Regions from separate parts of the Capra hircus genome. Here region 1 is linked to region 2. A link is a contact called in public Hi-C data. All regions are on one chromosome and are shown on one strand. Each heading gives the region's core, a stretch centred on a gene start, on an enhancer-like site or on the middle of the called end of the contact. The rest is flanking DNA. Distances are from core to core; before and after follow the strand shown. Region 1 has its middle 37 kb from the start of BRD2. Region 2 has its middle 24 kb from the start of BRD2.

Region 1 (4,415 bases), core at 572-3,071, 61 kb before region 2:
CTTGGAGTCCAAGGGACTCTCAAGAGTCTTCTCCAACACCACAGTTCAAAAGCATCCATTCTTCTGCACTCAGCCTTCTTCACAGTCCAACTCTCACATCCATACATGACCACAGGAAAAACCATAGCCTTGACTAGACGGAACTTAGTCAGCAAAGTAATGTCTCTGCTTTTGAATATACTATCTAGGTTGGTCATAACTTTTCTTCCAAGGAGTAAGCATCTTTTAATTTCATGGCTGCAATCACCATCTGCAGTGATTTGGGAGCCCCAAAAAATAAAGCCTGACACTGTTTCCACTGTTTCCCCATCTATTTCCCATGAAGTGATGGGACTGGATGCCATGATCTTTGTTTTCTGAATGTTGAGCTTTAAGCCAACTTTTTCACTCTCCTCTTTCACTTTCATCAAGAGGCTTTTTAGCTCCTCTTCACTCTCTGCCATAAGGATGGCGTCATCTGCATATCTGAGGTTATTGATGTTTCTCCCGGCAATCTTGATTCCAGCTTGTGTTTCTTCCAGCCCAGCGTTTCTCATGATGTACTCTGCATAGAAGTTAAATAAGCAGGGTGACAATATACAGCCTTGACGTACTCCTTTTCCTATTTGGAACCAGTCTGTTGTTCCATGTCCAGTTCTAACTGTTGCTTCCTGGCCTGCATACAGATTTCTCAAGAGGCAGATCAGGTCGTCTGGTATTCCCATCTCTTTCAGAATTTTCTACAGTTTATTGTGATCCACACAGTCAAATGACATAGATTTTTTTCTGGAACTCTCTTGCATTTTCCATGATCCAGCGGATGTTGGCAATTTGATCTCTGGTTCCTCTGCCTTTTTGAAAACCAGCTTGAACATCAGGAAGTTCACGGTTCACATATTGCTGAAGCCTGGCTTGGAGAATTTTGAGCATTACTTTACTAGCATGTGAGATGAGTGCAATTGTGCAGTAGTTTGAGCATTCTCTGGCATTGCCTTTCTTTGGGATTGGAATGAAAACTGACCTTTTCCAGTCTTGTGGCCACTTGTGAGTTTTCCAAATTTGCTGGCATATTGAGTGCAGCACTTTCACAGCATCATCTTTCAGGATTTGAAACAGCTCCACTGGAATTCCATCACCTCCACTAGCTTTGTTTGTAGTGATGCTTTCTAAGGCCCACTTAACTTCACATTCCAGGATGTCTGGCTCTAGATGAGTGATCACACCATCGTGATTATCTGGGTTGTGAAGATCATTTTTGTACAGTTCTTCTGTGTATTCTTGCCACCTCTTCTTAATATCTTCCACTTCTGTTAGGTCCATACCATTTCTGTCCTTTATCCAGCCCATCTTTGCATGAAATTTTCCCTTGGTATCTCTGATTTTCTTGAAGAGATCTCTAGTCTTTCCCATTCTGTTGTTTTCCTCTATTTCTTTGCATTGATTGCTGAAAAAGGCTTTCTTATCTCTTCTTGCTATTCTTTGGAACTCTGCATTCAGATGCTTATATCTTTCCTTTTCTCCTTTGTTTTTCACTTCTCTTCTTTTCGCAGCTATTTGTAAGGCCTCCCCAGACAGCCATTTTGCTTTTTTGCATTTCTTTTCCATGGGGATGGTCTTGACCCCTGTCTCCTGTACAATGTCACAAACCTCATTCCATAGTTCATCAGGCACTCTATCTATCAGATCTCGGCCCTTAAATCTATTTCTCACTTCCACTGTGTAATCATAAGGACCTAACCTCCTCAGGTCCCTTTAATCTTGCCTCGGGTTGTTTCTTGGCTGCCCTTCCCGTGATGAGCAGCTGTTGGAAGTGGAACTCAGGGTAGGTTGTGGAAGCTGGAGTCTCGCCTACAAGAAACAGGAGACAAGAAGGGCCTCCATGCCTGGAAGCCCCACAGGCACTGCTTGGTTTCAACACCCAGAAGAAATCTCCCAGACCCTGCCCTAGGGCAGTTTGAGGACTCCCGGGAATAGCAGGCACTCCAACCAAGGTTCCACTCCACCCTCATTTCTCATCTGATCCATCTGATTTTACTTCGGAAACAGAATTACTTGAGAAGATGATCTGAAAATAATTTCCCTACATTATTTTTCCTACATGAACAGTGAGATTAGCTACCAATCCCTGTCTGCTCCTTTCCCATGAACGTGCACTAGGGAAGCAAAGTGCCTGGAACGTGGGGCCCTGAGGAGACAGCCTTCTGGGGTGCACTTGACGCTTTAAAAAGGGGGGGTGGAGCAGAAATTGATTCTCTCACTGCTGAGAAGCCCAGAAGTCCACGATCAAGCTGCCGAGAGGACTAGTCCTCCCTGGAGATTTTAAGGAGAAATCTGTTCCCTGCCTCTCTCCGGCTTCTGGGGTTGCCGGACATCCTTGGTGTTCCCCTCGTTTTTTCCTTTTACATTTTTTTATTTTCATTAGTGCATAGTTGGCTTACAATGTTGTGTTCTTTTCAGGTGGGGGGTGCATCTGGTTTTATTCCCATCGTCTTCAAGGGCCCAAAGAGCCTCAAACTTGGGGTCAACACCTTTGACTACAGCGTTGGCGTCTGCCCTCATGGACACAGACACATGTCCGCTATGCTCTGAGAGTTGGACTAGATGACCTTCAGAGTCAATTCCCAGCTTCCAGTTCAGTTTTTAAAACAAAGAAGACATTGAAGGGAGAGAACCAATCATTGTGCCACTTGTATTAGATATAATGCAAAAGCCCAGCTCTCTCTCTCTCACACACACACACAGGCACACACACACACCCCTTTCTGGCACTTGCTGTATGCAGCATTTTACTCTCCTCACACAGTCCCGGAGGTGACCCATCATCCTGCCCTCCTCCCAGGCTCCACTCGCTTGCCTGTGTAGCACACGCATCCTCCTTTCTCTCCCCTTGTAATCTGGCTTGCTGGATCCCAGGAGATCTACGTGGTATTTTTCTTTCAGCTCCCCATCTGAATGAGGACAGCCTTCCCTATAAAACAAAACCCAGTAAGATTAGGGCAGAGCAAGCTTGCCTGGGATCTCCCGAGGGAGACTGGAGGTGCACTCATTAGCTGCCTCTTCTCCCTCCTTCCCCTGGGGTCCTGCCCCCTTGATTTCCACCGCTGAGACCACACCCATACCCTCCGAATGTAAGCGTCTCCTTCATAAATGACCAAGCATAGACCAAAGCCCCACCCCAGGCTAGACTAGAATTTCAGAAGGAATTAGCTTTGTCAAGCAAACAAAAGCAAGAACAGTGAATGGAAAAGTGAAAATGAAAGGATATGGCAAGGCTTCAGATGGCAAGTTCTTAAAGGAAGCTCAGAGTTGGGGAGAGGTGATAGATTATTTACATGATATACAGGCTAATTAATTAAATGTTACATAAAAACTGTTTCCTTTTTTTTTTTTTGGCTGCACTGCACAGCATTTGGGATCTTAGTTCCCTGACCAGGGATCGAACCCAAGCCCCCTGAAGTGGAAGCCTGGGGTCTTAACCACTGCACTGCCAGGGAAGTCCCTATAAAAACATTTTTTCACTGAAACATAAAATTGGTAAAATTTGTAGGGATTTGTTTCTGAGCCTACACTCACCAATCACAGCACAGAGCACCCAACTGCTTCCTACCTTACATGGCCCAGCTCAGAGAAGAGCCATTTTGAACTCAGGAGCATTTTCCCATTTCCCTGACTTTCTGGCGAAACTCCTTCCAGAAGAGGTGCCTTGATCACAAGGATCTTTCTGGGGAAAGCATGGACGTAGTGGAAATCAATTCACTGATTAGACAAACCCTGAGCACCCACTTTTTTTTTTTCAATTGAATCATAGTTGCTCGACAATGTTGTGTTAATTTCTTCTGTACAGCAAAGTGATTCAGTTATACACATACACACACACACACACACACACACACACACACATCAGTTCAGGTCAGTCGCTCAGTCGTGTCCGACTCTTTGCAACCCCATGGACTGCAGCACGCCAGGCCTCCCTGTCCATCACCAACTCCCGGAGTTTATATATATGCCTCCTTTTTTATATTTGTTTCCATTATGATTTATCACAGGATACTGACTATAGCTCCCTGGGCTCTACAGTAGGACCTTGTTGTTTATCCATCCTATATACAATAATTTGTATCTGCCAACCCCAAACTCCCAAACCGTCCCTCTCCCAAGCCCACCTCTTGGCAACCATCCATCCATTCTCTGTATCTGTGAGTCTGTTTCATAGATAAATTCGTTTGTATCTTATTTTAGATTCCACATATAAGTGGTAGCACATGGTATTTGTCTTCCTCTTTCTGACTTGCTTCACTTAGTAAAATAATCTCTAGGCCCATCCATGTTGCTGCAAATGGAATTGTTTTCTTCTTTTTTTATGCCTGAGCACCTGCCTTGGATATGAAGGCTGTACGATCAGTGCTATCCCCACTGTTCTCCAGGCCCCCATCAGG
Region 2 (4,559 bases), core at 661-3,160:
TAAAATGAAGTCCTCACAATAATCCCACAAATTGATACGTATCAGCCTTTTACAAATGAGGAAACTGAGGCTCAGAGCCATTGAGTAGCAATCCCGCAGCAGGTCAATAGCCGAGTCAGTGTCCCTAACGCGCTACACTCCCCGGGACGCTCCAGCCAGACGGAGCCTGGTGAGCAGCCTGCCGCCTCCCTGCTCTGCTCAGCCAGTGAGGCCTCCCGAGCCTCCCTCTGTCACTGCTCCCCTTTCGGTGCTCCTCCTGCTGGACTGTCACAACTCTCTCTTTCCTAGTTATTTTTCTTTTTGGGGGGGGCTCCATGGTTTGCAGGATCTCAGTTCCTGGACCAAGGACGGAATCTCGGCCCTTGGCAGTGCGAGTGCCGAGTTCTGACCGCTGGACCACCAGGGAAGTCCCTTCTTTCTAGTCTGCAGTCTCAGTCCTGTTGCCGCTGAGTCTACCCCGAGTGGGCCCCCACCTGCCCGCCCTGCTGCTGCCAGGGAGATCGCTGAGGAAAGAAATCCAGTCGTGTTGCTTATTACCTCTAAGGTTTAAACTCCGTTGCAAGGCCTCGCTCCAGCCCTTGCTACATCCAGAAATTTATGTCCCTCATCCACCCTCCTCTGAACCCTGTGCTCAACTCAGCCAAAGAGAGACCTTCCCAGATTCTCCCCAGCTTTTTGCTGCCACTGGATCTTGGCACAAGCTGTTCTCTCTGCCCAGAAGATGCTCTTTCCACCATCAGCAAGTCCTACACAATGTCCACAAACAGCTCGTCACCTCCACTGTGAACATAACGCTGCCTGTCCATCCCCCATGACACGTCCATCTGCACACGCCTTCCAAGGGGCCCTGCTGAGCTTGCAGCCCCGTCCAGGCCCCTCCTTCACGCACTTCACAGACCCCAGCAGCAGCGTCGAGCTCTGCGGCTCCTCACACAGTGTCTACGTGGCTGTTCCCACCAGCCTTCGAGGGCTCTCTCGGTGCACAGACGGCCACTTCCTCTTTCACTTCACACCTAGCTTCCTTCCCCCTTAATTTTGCCCCCTTGGACACGTTTCCCACAGCTCCTTTGTGAAGTAGGAACTATGTCTTATTCTTTAGATCTTTAACCTGCCCAGTGCCTGGGGAAAGACTTGAAGCATGAACAAACCATAGGGAACTTCCCTTGTGGTCCAGTGCCTAAGACTCCAAGCTGCCCATGCAGGGGGCCCGGGTTCAACCCCAGGTCAGGGAGCTGGATCCCACATTCAGCAACTAAGAGTTTGCACTTGGCAACTAAAGATCCCGCATGCTGCAATTAAGACCCAGCGCAGTCAAATATACAAATATTAAACAAATAATAACGGTGATGAGACCACCTTGGTATCCGCATCCATCACCGTGCCCCAGCATAGATCCCCAGACAGTCTCCCCGGCCCTGCCTTAGGGCTGGCAGGTGGGGAGCTGACGTCAGGACGGGCTCATCATTAAGGTGGGGTAAAGGTAGGGTAGACAACCCTCCTGGGTTTGCCCAGGGTTGAGGAGTTTGGTGGACATGGAACTTTTAGCAATAAAACTGAGAAAGTCCTCTGGGCAAACTGGGATGGGTGATCACGTCAGGAATGGGAGATGTGATCATCACTCGGAAGTGAAGGAGACAGACCTGGTAGACACCAGGCTGGACCACTGTCCAGGTTCTGCGCTCATCCCTTACATACTCCATCTCATGATGTGCCTAGCATTCGACTCCTGGTCGTTAGAGTCTATTATACGCACTTCGTAGAAGAGAAAACAGGTTCAGAGAGGCCTGTTAACGTGGCCTAAACCCCTGGTTCCGTACACCGTGTCCTTCTGCTAGACACGTTGTCTCCGGGGTCCTTCAGCCGACTCCTTCCCTGGTGCCTGCGCCCTCCTCTCCACAACAGTGACCTCCCCTGGTGGGGTACCGGGCCGGTCACCCCCAGGGGGGCCTCACCTCAACCTAAGATGGCCAAGATAAGACTAGCTTCTTGTCAAAGTAAGAGGAACCCACTGTCCTTGCCAAACTTCAATTATTTGTGTGTCCTTGTATAGCAAGTAAATGTTGATATGCAATAAAATATTTCTCATATGCGTCTGCCAGATGAGGACAGAGCTATTCTTGTCAAGTCACTTTTCACTTTCACGCATTGGAGAAGGAAATGGCAACCCACTCCAGTGTTCTTGCCTGGAGAATCCCAGGGACGGGGGAGCCCGGTGGGTTGCCGTCTATGGGGTCGCACAGAATCGGACATGACTGAAGCGACTTAGCAGCAGCAGCAGAAGCAGCAAGCTAATGTTTGATTAGAAGTTAGAGGAGAAAAGGGATTTACGTCTCCAGTAATAAGATTTTTGTGCTGGGTGTTCGTTTGAAAAACCAGAATTACTAAAATGCTATCAGCCGTACTCACAGAATCATTGCTCTTATAATTTCTGGGACCATGAGAACACAACACTGGCTAGCCACCAATACTTTCTTCTCTTCTGCCTCTGCAATGGGCTTCCCCAGAAAGGCAGGTTGTAGAGACACTGAGTTCCTCCCAAAATGATGATTTCCTGTCTTCCTGTCTAGACTTTGCTTTCCAGACTTTGCTACAGAAAAAAAGGAGACAGTTTCATATTTTCTCTCATCCTTTTCTTCTCTTTCTTAAAACCAACCAACCAAACAAAACAATGGTTTTTTAAGCCTGCTTGTATGTTTCTAACTCTAAGTAACCCCAGGGAAACGAAAGCTGAAAAGTTACTAACAGGATGATAGTTCTAAGTGGTCAGAAAGCCCTGTATCTCCATCCGAGTGAAACTTCCTGCTCTGTGATGGGAAGCGGGGGTGGCTGTTCTGGGTTCCTGGCCACCACGACCTGCCGTTCTACATTCTTGATTTGAGATAGAACAAGTGCCGTCCAACATGCCCCACCCCGACACACTCACACACACACATACACACACTCACACACACACACACTCACACACACTCTCACACTCACACACACATACACACACTCACACACACACACTCACACACTCACACACACTCACACACTCACACAAACACACTCACACATACACACACTCACACTCACACACACACTCACACACACACACACACACTCACACATACACACACTCACACTCACACACACACACTCTCTCACATACACACATACACACATACACACACTAACACTCACACACACATACACACATACACACTCACACACACACTCACACACACACTCACACACACTCACACACACTCACACATACACACACTCACACTCACACACACACTCACTCACACACACACTCTCACACACACTCTCACACTCACACACGCACTCTCACACACTCACTCACACACTCTCACACTCATACACACTCTCACACACACACACTCACACACACACATGTCTCTTGGTTCCTATACTGGATCCCTTGCTGCACCTTCTGTCTTCCATAAGGAATTCCCCTGACTTGGCCCCTCGGTCCCTGAGGTCTGGTCAGTGACTTGGTGCTGATACTGGCCGTGAACCTTTGCTTATATCTCCACTTAAAATTCTGCACCCCATTCCGGATCTGACCCCAACCACAATGACCCGACCCGCAGACATGCTGTTCTCAAGCCCACCTCCCACCCCTCAGGCTGGTCCCAGGATTAGGCTCTTCCATCATTGCCTTTGATCTCACAAATAGACCCTGCCAAGCCCCACCGTGATGTAAGCCACGATTCAGCCAGGAGGAAAAATCGAATGAAGTAAAGAATGATGAGCAACCGAGGCAGCAGCTTGGGGTCGAGAAGCAGGTCCAGAGAGCAGCTCTGCAAGTGGGAATAGCGCGGTTCAGCCTTACTTCAGAGCCACGTGGAAAACCAAGCAGAAAGGGCCTTGTTTCTGCTAAGTCTGGGCAAGCTGAAAGAGAAGGAGAAAACCAGGGAAAAGGAATTGACGCTTAGCTGAGACAATGCTGTCAAGCTTATTGTAGTGATCTCTTTAGTCCACAGAACATCCCTATTATGTATGTTTTAGAGGAAATACTGACTTGATGTGTGTAAGATCATGGAATTGGTGAGACAGGGAAATGCTGATTTCAAAGACAGCATTTTATACCCTTTTTTCTATGCCCATTGTTTCTGGCTGTATTATAGATATAAGCAAAAGAGGAATTCAGAAGTGAAACTTTGAAAAAAAAATTCAGATATTGTTAACTCCGCCAACCAGAATGGAAGAACAAGGCTGGACATACACACACACATCTGTCTGTCTGGCTATCTGTCTATCTGATACATCTACTGATGTATCAACATTTTTTAAACGTAGCTCCTGCCCAAGATTCCACCATGCAGTAGAAAATTAATTTTTTTTCACCAAGCCCAACTACACTGAGCTTAGCAGAAGAAATGCTAGGACGAGTGAAAACACAAGAGAAGTCAAACAACTTGGTTCCAACAGTGCAGCTGAGGGAATCCCCAACGCTGACTTGTGCTGTGTGGAAAGGAACCGGGCTGAGTGGAAATTACTCACTTTGAGTGCTATTTACCCAGTGATGTCACTGACTAATATCTGAGTGA

What was found. A called contact is a pair of places that touch in the nucleus more often than the background predicts.
Region 1: a contact with region 2 is called in a Hi-C map of blood, with 7 times the contacts expected there. The contact joins two enhancer-like sites. A contact is called at or near these places in 2 of 5 Hi-C or Micro-C datasets (both in blood).

What each region holds. Positions count from the first base shown.
Region 1 is chr23:41,438,512-41,442,926 of ARS1.2, reverse strand. No RefSeq gene overlaps it. Among named protein-coding and RNA genes, the nearest start is that of BRD2, 37 kb to the right of the region's middle. Within about 2 kb of position 1,821, at least 1 of the 5 cell types and tissues checked has an H3K27ac peak or open chromatin away from gene starts, as enhancers often do.
Region 2 is chr23:41,377,017-41,381,575 of ARS1.2, reverse strand. No RefSeq gene overlaps it. Among named protein-coding and RNA genes, the nearest start is that of BRD2, 24 kb to the left of the region's middle. Within about 2 kb of position 1,910, at least 1 of the 5 cell types and tissues checked has an H3K27ac peak or open chromatin away from gene starts, as enhancers often do.